Regions from separate parts of the Sus scrofa genome. Here all the other regions are linked to region 3. A link is a contact called in public HiChIP or PLAC-seq data. All regions are on one chromosome and are shown on one strand. The core of a region is the stretch at or near the end of the contact, and the rest is flanking DNA. Distances in the headings are between cores, read along the strand shown. Region 1 overlaps KCNQ5 (potassium voltage-gated channel subfamily KQT member 5). Region 2 overlaps KCNQ5 (potassium voltage-gated channel subfamily KQT member 5). Region 3 overlaps KCNQ5 (potassium voltage-gated channel subfamily KQT member 5).

Region 1 (2,775 bases), core at 252-2,751, 220 kb after region 3:
GAAAAAGGTCTATTTTTAATCTTCTTTATCCTTTAAATCTTCAAACCCTTAGCCTTTAAACATTATTTTATTTTATATTATTTTATTTTATTTTTTTTTGTCTTTTTGCTATTTCTTGGGCCGCTCCCGCGGCATATGGAGATTCCCAGGCTAGGCGTCTAATCAGAGCCGTAGCCACCAGCCTACACCAGAGCCACAGCAACACGGGATCCGAGCCGCGTCTGCAACCTGCACCACAGCTCACGGCAACGCTGGATCGTCAACCCACTGAGCAAGGGCAGGGACCGAACCCGCAACCTCATGGTTCCTAGTTGGATTCGTTAACCACTGCGCCACGACGGGAACTCCTAAACATTATTTTAAAGAAATAATGTTTTCTAAGATTTAAATACCTAAGATAGAATCTGCTATTTTCAGAGACATTTAAGGAATACTTTTTTAGGGGAATTCAGGAAAATTACTCAATATGGAAGTCATTTGATCTGTTTTTCTGATTCCATGTGATCGTTTTTTTTAGACAAGCGAAAGCAAAAAAGGTGGACCTTTTTATTTGGGAGCAAAGAATCAAATTTTATGTAATCTTTTTAAAGTAAGAGGCAAACCATCTTTGAAGGCAGACTGTATCATAACCAGCCAAGCTCTTGACCCTTTTTAATTAGAACAGACATCTCTGTAGCCTAGAAGTTCTTCCTTGTGCCTAACCTAAATACATGATGCTGACAACTCTGGCCACTTCTTACTTTGCCTTTTTGGAAAAAAAAAAAAAAAAGATCTGCATTTTTAGGCTGATTTTTTTTTTTTTTTAACTAAAAGCAAAGCCTTTATTAAGTTGTTCCTTTGGCCTCTCTTCTCTTGACTAAATAACGCCAGCTCCTTTACCTTTTTAAAATTAATAGGTTCTATTTTCTGGTTCTTATGTTATTCTTGTAACGTTCCTCCCCACATCTTTTTGTGAAAAGGCAGAGCCACAGAAAAGACAACATCCTCCAATGAGTGGGGTGAACAAGCTAGAGACAGCCAGCCAGGAGTGTTTACTTGGCCTGGGTTTTGCCTGCTTCTTTTGACCACAAGATCTGCTGAGCAGGCATGACTCCAAAAGTTCCCGCAACCACTTTGCAGGTATAGAAGTCCAAAGCTGCCCAAGTCCCTGGCTGGAGCCTGAGGGTAGAGAGTCAGCCAAGGGCTCTCCTGGGGCCACCACTGGCTGGAAAGCCACGCCTCCCCCCAACTTATGCTCATAAAACCCTCTCCTTTTTGGTAAAGAAACCAAGATTTATCCCTTAGCTCTTTAAAGCCTGGCTTCTTCTTTTATCATTGCACTGGGAGTTTTCCTCTTTTATTTTACTTTTTTAAAACTTGCTTTCACTATGCTTTATCTTTGTATTTTCACACTTAAAATAGGGGAAAAGAGAGCCCAGCGGCATGGCAGCTGTGTCTGTGGGAAACTGGGGCTTCCAAATGGGAGACCAGCTCTCTCCCCCACCTCCCTCTTTGGCACTGAAGGTTAAATTCACACACGTGACCTAGTGCCAAAAGAGAGCCCCTCTGCTGAGCCTTGACAACCCAATCCCTGAAGCACCTACTTCTGGTAATAAAACAAATGAACACATTTGCAGGCTGAAAAATTATCCTGTTTCCTTTTCCCTCACCAATAAAACGAGCCTGTGTATCCTTCCTAAGTTTTCTCTAGTACGTTTATTATTCTGTTTTATGAAGTTCCTCACTGCCACCTTCTCCAGCTTGGACTGAGTTTGTAACCTCTCTGAATGCCATCTGGACATGCCATGGTTTCTCAGTTCCAAGTCGCTATATGCCAAGTCTTTGACCTTCAAGTACAAGGACCCTGTTTAAAATGTCCAAAGGCTCTACATGAGGGCAGCTGGACTTTATGCAACTGTTAGTTGGGAAAGCACATGACAAAACGAGACTCAGATTCAGTAATGCTTTTGAATGAGTTTTTCTAATCACAACAGCATCTGGACACCTTTGAAAAACACCTATAGATATATGTGACATACTTTATATTAATTTTCCAGTGACAGCGCTTAGTGGACCCATGGACACACACACAACCCTTGTCACCACCTGTCTCCCACTGGTTCTTAAGAAACATGATGGGGAGCTCTCAATAAAGTTGACACCTATTCCTCAAATCTCATGATGATCTGGTGGCCCTGCAGATCAAGTCTAGGTCTGAATTTCTATAATTTTATTGCAGGGAATGAACTTAGAGTTCCCCAAGCTTGTTGGACATCATCAATGTTACTTATTAAAAATCAAATTGAAACCCCCCAGGGTGAGAAAAGAGAAGGTGGAAAAACACACCTGGAATTTCAGATTGCAGCTAATATCCCAAATATTTATCTACATTAAATTAAGCTTGAAGCATAGATCATGAAATAAGAATGCAGAAGTATGCATCGGATTCAGAAAAGCTTGACAGCTGGCATGCGGCTGCCAAGCTGAGGGGTTCCATGACTTGAATTTACACCCGTATGGGTATGATGATGAATCTGAGCATTCTGCATCATATAAGACTACAAACTTCTCTGATAAACTCAGTATAAAGGAAATTACTTGTTTCCTGTCCTTGGAAGTCACAAAACACTCTGAAACTAAGCCAGAGGGACCCTGGATTAACAAGGTGATGGAAAGCTCGAATTCCAAGTGGAAGTCTCTATAAACTTAGTAAACAGATCTAATCCATTCATGCTCATTATGAAAAAGTTATGCATTAATAAACCCATTAAATCTTTTTTATTTGCCTTCTATGTG
Region 2 (2,780 bases), core at 1-2,500, 190 kb after region 3:
CAGTGGAGCAATTATTTTAAAATTAAGCATCTGATCATGAAATTTGACCCCAATATAGTGGAGAAAGTTGATAATTGCGTTTTAAACTGATGAGGTGCTACCTTAACTGATTTTTTTTTTGGTGTTCTGGGAAAACCCCAGCATGTTGGCACCATAACATCATATAATTGGACCCTTAGGACTTTTATGAAGTTTTTTTTTTTTTTGGACGGTTATTTATGTTTTTACTATATTTAAATAGTAAAGAAGCCAAAGTTCTAGTTAAAGCATTATACCATAAGACAAAAGCAAATTATCTCCATGTAACTTATCTATGTAACTTTCTAAGTAGACCTGTCCTCTGTGGCTGTAATGATAAATCTCATTATTTAATATGTGACAAATAAATGTGGCTATCATAGGTGGACATACTGATAAACAGAGACGTATGCCATGGGGCCTCCTTAAAAGATAAGCTGCATTTTTTGCACCTTGAAGTGCCGACAGACAGACATAATGTTTCTGGATGAGGTGTAGTTGTATCTATCAGGATTTCATATTTACAAAGAGAAACCCTTTAATCTTTTCAATGATGTTTCATTCGAGATACTTCACTGACCTTTGGATATCCCAAGACAGTACATAATAAGTTCATGACCTATTAAGTATGCAAGAAGTCTTGTATCTCAGTTATGTTTACCAGTCCCAACCCTGCCCTTCTTCTATGTAATATACTGTGTAATAAATATTATTTGATGATGACAGTTTTAGATGCTCCAAACTTTCCCACCCAACTTAGAGTCAAAAGAGTAAATTAAAAACTGCTTGGGGAGTTCCCATTGTGGTTCAGTGGAAATGAATCTGACTAGTATCTATGAGGATGTGGGTTTTATCACTGGCCTTGCTCAGTGAGTCAGGGATCTGGCATTGCTGTAGCTATGGTATAGGCCAGCAGCTAGAGCTACGATTTGACCCCTAGCCGGGGAACTTCCATATGCCAGGAGTGTGGCCCTAAAAAGCAAAACAGCAATAACAACAAAAAACTGCCTGACCTCAGATTTGCAGTGTGAAATAATGCCTATTTCATGTTCAAAGCTCTGGAGAAACAGCATGTCAAATGGGTATATTTATTAGTTTCAAAATTTCACTTTTTTCCCTCTGGACACTGTTATTATTAATTATGCTCCATGAGAACCTAGGTACAAGGCCCTGACAACTCGCTGATAGTTGCAGTTTATATTGAGGTTCAAAGGCTACTCTGGATGTTAGTCATCTGGTGATGTAGTGAAAATAGTCACTGATGGGAAAGCCAAAGAGCATAACCTAGGGACATGAAGAGTCCTGATACTTGGTCTTGGTGGAAGGCCAGCAGGCTCCAAGTCCAGAGATGGGGCATGATGACACAACTCATTGTGGGACTTGGCATAAACCTGGCTGTGCTTCATTTTCACTCAGAGAAAATGAGAGAAAGGAATCTTCCTCCCCATATGTTGTAAATGAGACACATGTATTTTAAATACTTTAAGATTTCCATATGCAAGTAGCTCTATTTATTATTATTATTTATTTATTTTTTTGTCTTTTTGCCTTTTCTAAGGCTGCACTGGCAGCACATGGAGGTTCCCAGGCTAGGAGTCTAATTGGAGCTGTAGCTGCCAGCCTACGCCACAGCCATAGCAACAAGGGATCCAAACCTCGTCCCCAACCTACACCACAGCTCAGGGCAATGACGGATCCTTAACCCACCAAGCAAGGCCAGGGATCAAACCTGCGACTTCATGTTTCCTAGCTGGATTCGTTAACCACTGAGCCACAATGGGAACTCCCAGCAAGTAGCTTTGTAGTTGAAATACAGTTAACAGCAAGATCAAGCACTTTGCCAGTCCATATTTATTTCCATTTCTCCCTGCTTTCCCAATTCAATCTAATAGATGTTTAGGCAAGGAAAAAACATGTGTGTTTAGTTTCTCAGAAGGACTAGTTAAATCCAAAGTTATGCAAAATATCTCTGGGCTTTTGATTTATTTCCACTCTTTTTACAAATGGATACAAAATGTTTCCAAATCAAGAGGTAACATTTCTATTGAAGTAAAATGGCTCATAACCTATTAAATATGCAATGTCTTGCTTTGCTTGTATCTCAGCTATGTTTTCCAGCCCAAACTGTTCTTCCAGGAATGAAAGTGTATGATATTATTTAATGGTGGTGCTGACTTTAAAAGGTATATCTATCTTGTAAAATGAATCGGAAAGGCGCTAATCTCATCTATGCCAATTACATTATTTTTATTCCTTTTAATGGATCATCAAATGACTTGTTAAAAATGGAGCACTAGGGGAGTTCCCGTTGTGGCTCAGTGGTTAACGAATCCAACTAGGAACCATGAGGTTGTGGGTTTGATCCCTGGCCTTGCTCCGTGGGTTAGGGATCTGACATTGCTGTGGCTGTGGTGGTGTAGGCCGATGGCTACAGCTTCGATTCGACCCCTAGCCTGGGAACCTCCATATGCTGCAGGGGCGGCCCTAGAAAAGACAAAAAGACAAAATAAAAAAAAAAGGAGCACTCATCTGAGAGGTGTCATTGATTTACAATTGTTGTGCATGGCTATTAACTCAATGGCTTTTTAAGGATTTACATGCAAACGTATCGAGATGATTCTTCATGCATGCTAATACTGATGTGCCATACGTGACAATAGAGTCTATGAAAGATGGTTCACAACGTTTCTCCTTTGACAGCAGTGATCTTATAATCATCTGCATGATCTCTGCTCAAGTAAGATAATGTGATTTCAGGGAAA
Region 3 (2,700 bases), core at 134-2,633:
TCAGCAGGTAGGACTGTCACAAAAAGTGCAGAAGGAAAGGCAGTGAAGCTATAATATGCACACTGACTGTAAGTGGAACTGGAACATCCCAAGAGATTACAAGGCCGTTTTCTCCCGGCTGAACACTGAACCCTTTCCTCCGTCCTGCTACCCAGAAAGACCTTGAGTCTCTTCATCTTGTTTAGGAACAGGCTGGGCAGAAGATGGGCGTCACTGATCCAAATGCCTCTTAGGGAATTTCATTATATCCTATAACTTAATTATTCAAGACATAAATTAAGCTCCTCTCAGTTTTTAAAAATATTTTTTTTTTTTTTTGTAAGCTGGGTCAGAGCAAACTAATAGGACATATGTCTTTGCTGATGTACTGAAGCAAGGGCTGAGTCAGAGAACGTCTTATTTCAAAGCCACAAAAATGGGGAAAAATGCTATCTTTCTGTTTTTAAGTATCTGGAGATATCGATATCGTTTCCAGTGAGGCTAACAACATGTTAAATGTCTTTCTCGTGATTCCTAGAGGCTTAAAACCCTCTGTGAACTCTGAGGCACCTGGGTGGGGCTACGCTTTCAGCCAAGGCTGGCTCTGTGCTCTCCGACCACACTGCTGGCCCTCTGCCCTGGCATTTTGGGAAATGTGGGTCATGGGAACATAAGCTTATGTGAGCACTGATCTGCAAAAGCCGTCATGAAGGGCAGTGTGCCAATGGGGTGAGGTGCTCCCCAAAGCCCAGCTCCCTGTGGGCAAGCCTCCCACGACCAGTGGGACTGCCCAGTGCACGCACAGTCTGTGCTTGGAGGAGAAGAAGTTTAAAATACAGTCTGAGCAGGACCTGACAGAACATTGTAAATCAACTATACTTTAATAAAAATAATAATAAAATACAATCCTTTGACTCCCCCAACTGGCTCTGTCTTCTATTAATTAGCAGTGTTCAGGATCTACTTTCAAATCTTGAGCTTTGTTTCTCTTGATTTTGGAAACCCTATTCCATAGTTTTTGGAAAGAACTACTTGGACCTTACATGATAAAGAGAACATTCTGGAAACTTCTGCTATGTCCAAAGACTGTTTTTCTTTTTCCACTACAAATTTGGCTGTCAAGATGCAAGTGCTTAGGAAAAAAGGACAGGTAGTTTCTAGTTCATGTTCTTGGTCACCTGCTCTTATAGATTAGATTTCTTTTTACATTTCTTGACAAAATGATTAGAATGGTTTTCAACCTTAGCTGGCCGTTAGAATCACCTGGGGAGCATTTAAAAAAATCTCAATACCCAGGACAAGCTGGAAGGTAGGCCTCAGAGTTTTCCCAGAGGAAGCTTCCCCTAGGAATTCATATGCAGCCAAGGACCATTGACTGTAAGTGGAAAATGGTGCCTCTGTTTCTCCCAGCCAGAACCGAGGTATGTGTGTGACTCATCTGCCATAGGACTTAAACTAATTCCCCCCGTTTCCCTTCATACCACAAGTATATTTTGCACAATCTGAGACACTTGTAGGTGCTTCCCAGGACGACAGGAAATACATCATAAAAGGCAGAAAAAGAAATTCCTTACAAACTAGTGCCTTGGGAACAAGGTTTCATCACCTTTTTTGCTCAACCTTGGGGCCTCAGGTTTCTGAATTCCAGCCACTGTTTTCTATCCCTCAGCCACCTGACACCCTGCTCTTCAGGCTGTGACTCTGTTCTCTTTGAACTGTTTTTCCATCCAAGAAGCTTGCATGTTCAGAGACCAAAATAAATCAAATTGTCAAAACTGAGCAGAAAACATTTGTTTTGTCTGCGGAGGAATGGTAATGTCCTGCCGTTTGGGTCATTAGGAGGAATTATAAAGGAAACAGCTGACAGTTTTGGTCACAAAGACAGAAAAATGTTACTACCTGATATAGCTAAATTACAATGTAAAAGAAAATACCTGATTAGGAAAAAATAGAAACATAAGGAAAAGCTTAATATTTATAAAATATAAAAAGCTTATTTGAACGGATCACAATTCAAAATATAAATGTAAAAATAAATCAGTCAGGGAAGACCACCAGTAGCAAAAAAAAGAAAAAAATGATAGAAAACTTTTCAACCTAACTAGAAATTAAAAAAAAATTAAAATAATTTGAAAGTATGGACTTACATCTATTTAATAGCAAAAGAATAATAATTAATACTAACCAAACTGCGGTGAATCTGGTACACTGTGACCTTTGCTAGTGACAATCTAAGTCAGAACAAAGGTTTTTTTTTTTTTTGCTTTTTGGGACCACACCCAAGGCATATGGAGGTTCCCAGGCTAGGGGTCGAATCAAAGCTACAGCTGCTGGCCTACACCACAGCCACAGCAAAGCAGGATCTGAGCCGCATCTGTGACCTACACCACAGCTCATGGCAACACCAGATCCTTAACCCACTGAGAAAGGCCAGGGATCGAACCTGCAACCTCGTGGTTCCTAGTTGGGTTTGTTTCCACTGCGTCACAACAGGAACTCCAGAATGAAGTTTTATGGTAAGAAAAAAAATTAAAAAAATTAAAAATCAGCAATCTTTTACTTTTATACTAGGGGAGTTATCTTTGGAAAATAATTTCAAAAAGAAAACAAAGATAGTTTTGGTTTTTTTTTTTTAATTTATTTTTGTCTTTTTTTTTTTTTTTTTTTTTTTGTTATTTCTTTGGGCCGCTCCTGTGGCATATGGAGGTTCCCAGGCTAGGG

Evidence for each region. HiChIP or PLAC-seq counts read pairs in DNA pulled down with a chosen protein or histone mark.
Region 1: a contact with region 3 is called in an H3K27ac HiChIP or PLAC-seq map of skeletal muscle. The contact joins two enhancer-like sites. A contact is called at or near these places in 1 of 47 Hi-C or Micro-C datasets (retroperitoneal adipose tissue) and 1 of 2 datasets of contacts at active chromatin or transcription factors (skeletal muscle).
Region 2: an H3K27ac HiChIP or PLAC-seq map of skeletal muscle shows a contact between it and region 3. The contact joins two enhancer-like sites. A contact is called at or near these places in 3 of 47 Hi-C or Micro-C datasets (psoas muscle and skeletal muscle) and 1 of 2 datasets of contacts at active chromatin or transcription factors (skeletal muscle).

What each region holds. Positions count from the first base shown.
Region 1 is chr1:52,687,482-52,690,256 of Sscrofa11.1, reverse strand. All of the region lies in intron 1 of KCNQ5 (potassium voltage-gated channel subfamily KQT member 5), which reads right to left. Among named protein-coding and RNA genes, the nearest start is that of KCNQ5, 250 kb to the right of the region's middle. Within about 2 kb of position 1,501, at least 3 of the 83 cell types and tissues checked have an H3K27ac peak or open chromatin away from gene starts, as enhancers often do. A contact at or near this core is called in skeletal muscle, where this site is marked.
Region 2 is chr1:52,716,566-52,719,345 of Sscrofa11.1, reverse strand. The region is part of intron 1 of KCNQ5 (potassium voltage-gated channel subfamily KQT member 5); the gene reads right to left. Among named protein-coding and RNA genes, the nearest start is that of DPPA5, 270 kb to the left of the region's middle. Within about 2 kb of position 1,250, at least 3 of the 83 cell types and tissues checked have an H3K27ac peak or open chromatin away from gene starts, as enhancers often do. A contact at or near this core is called in skeletal muscle, where this site is marked.
Region 3 is chr1:52,903,019-52,905,718 of Sscrofa11.1, reverse strand. The region is part of intron 11 of KCNQ5 (potassium voltage-gated channel subfamily KQT member 5); the gene reads right to left. Among named protein-coding and RNA genes, the nearest start is that of DPPA5, 83 kb to the left of the region's middle. Within about 2 kb of position 1,383, at least 20 of the 83 cell types and tissues checked have an H3K27ac peak or open chromatin away from gene starts, as enhancers often do. A contact at or near this core is called in skeletal muscle, where this site is marked.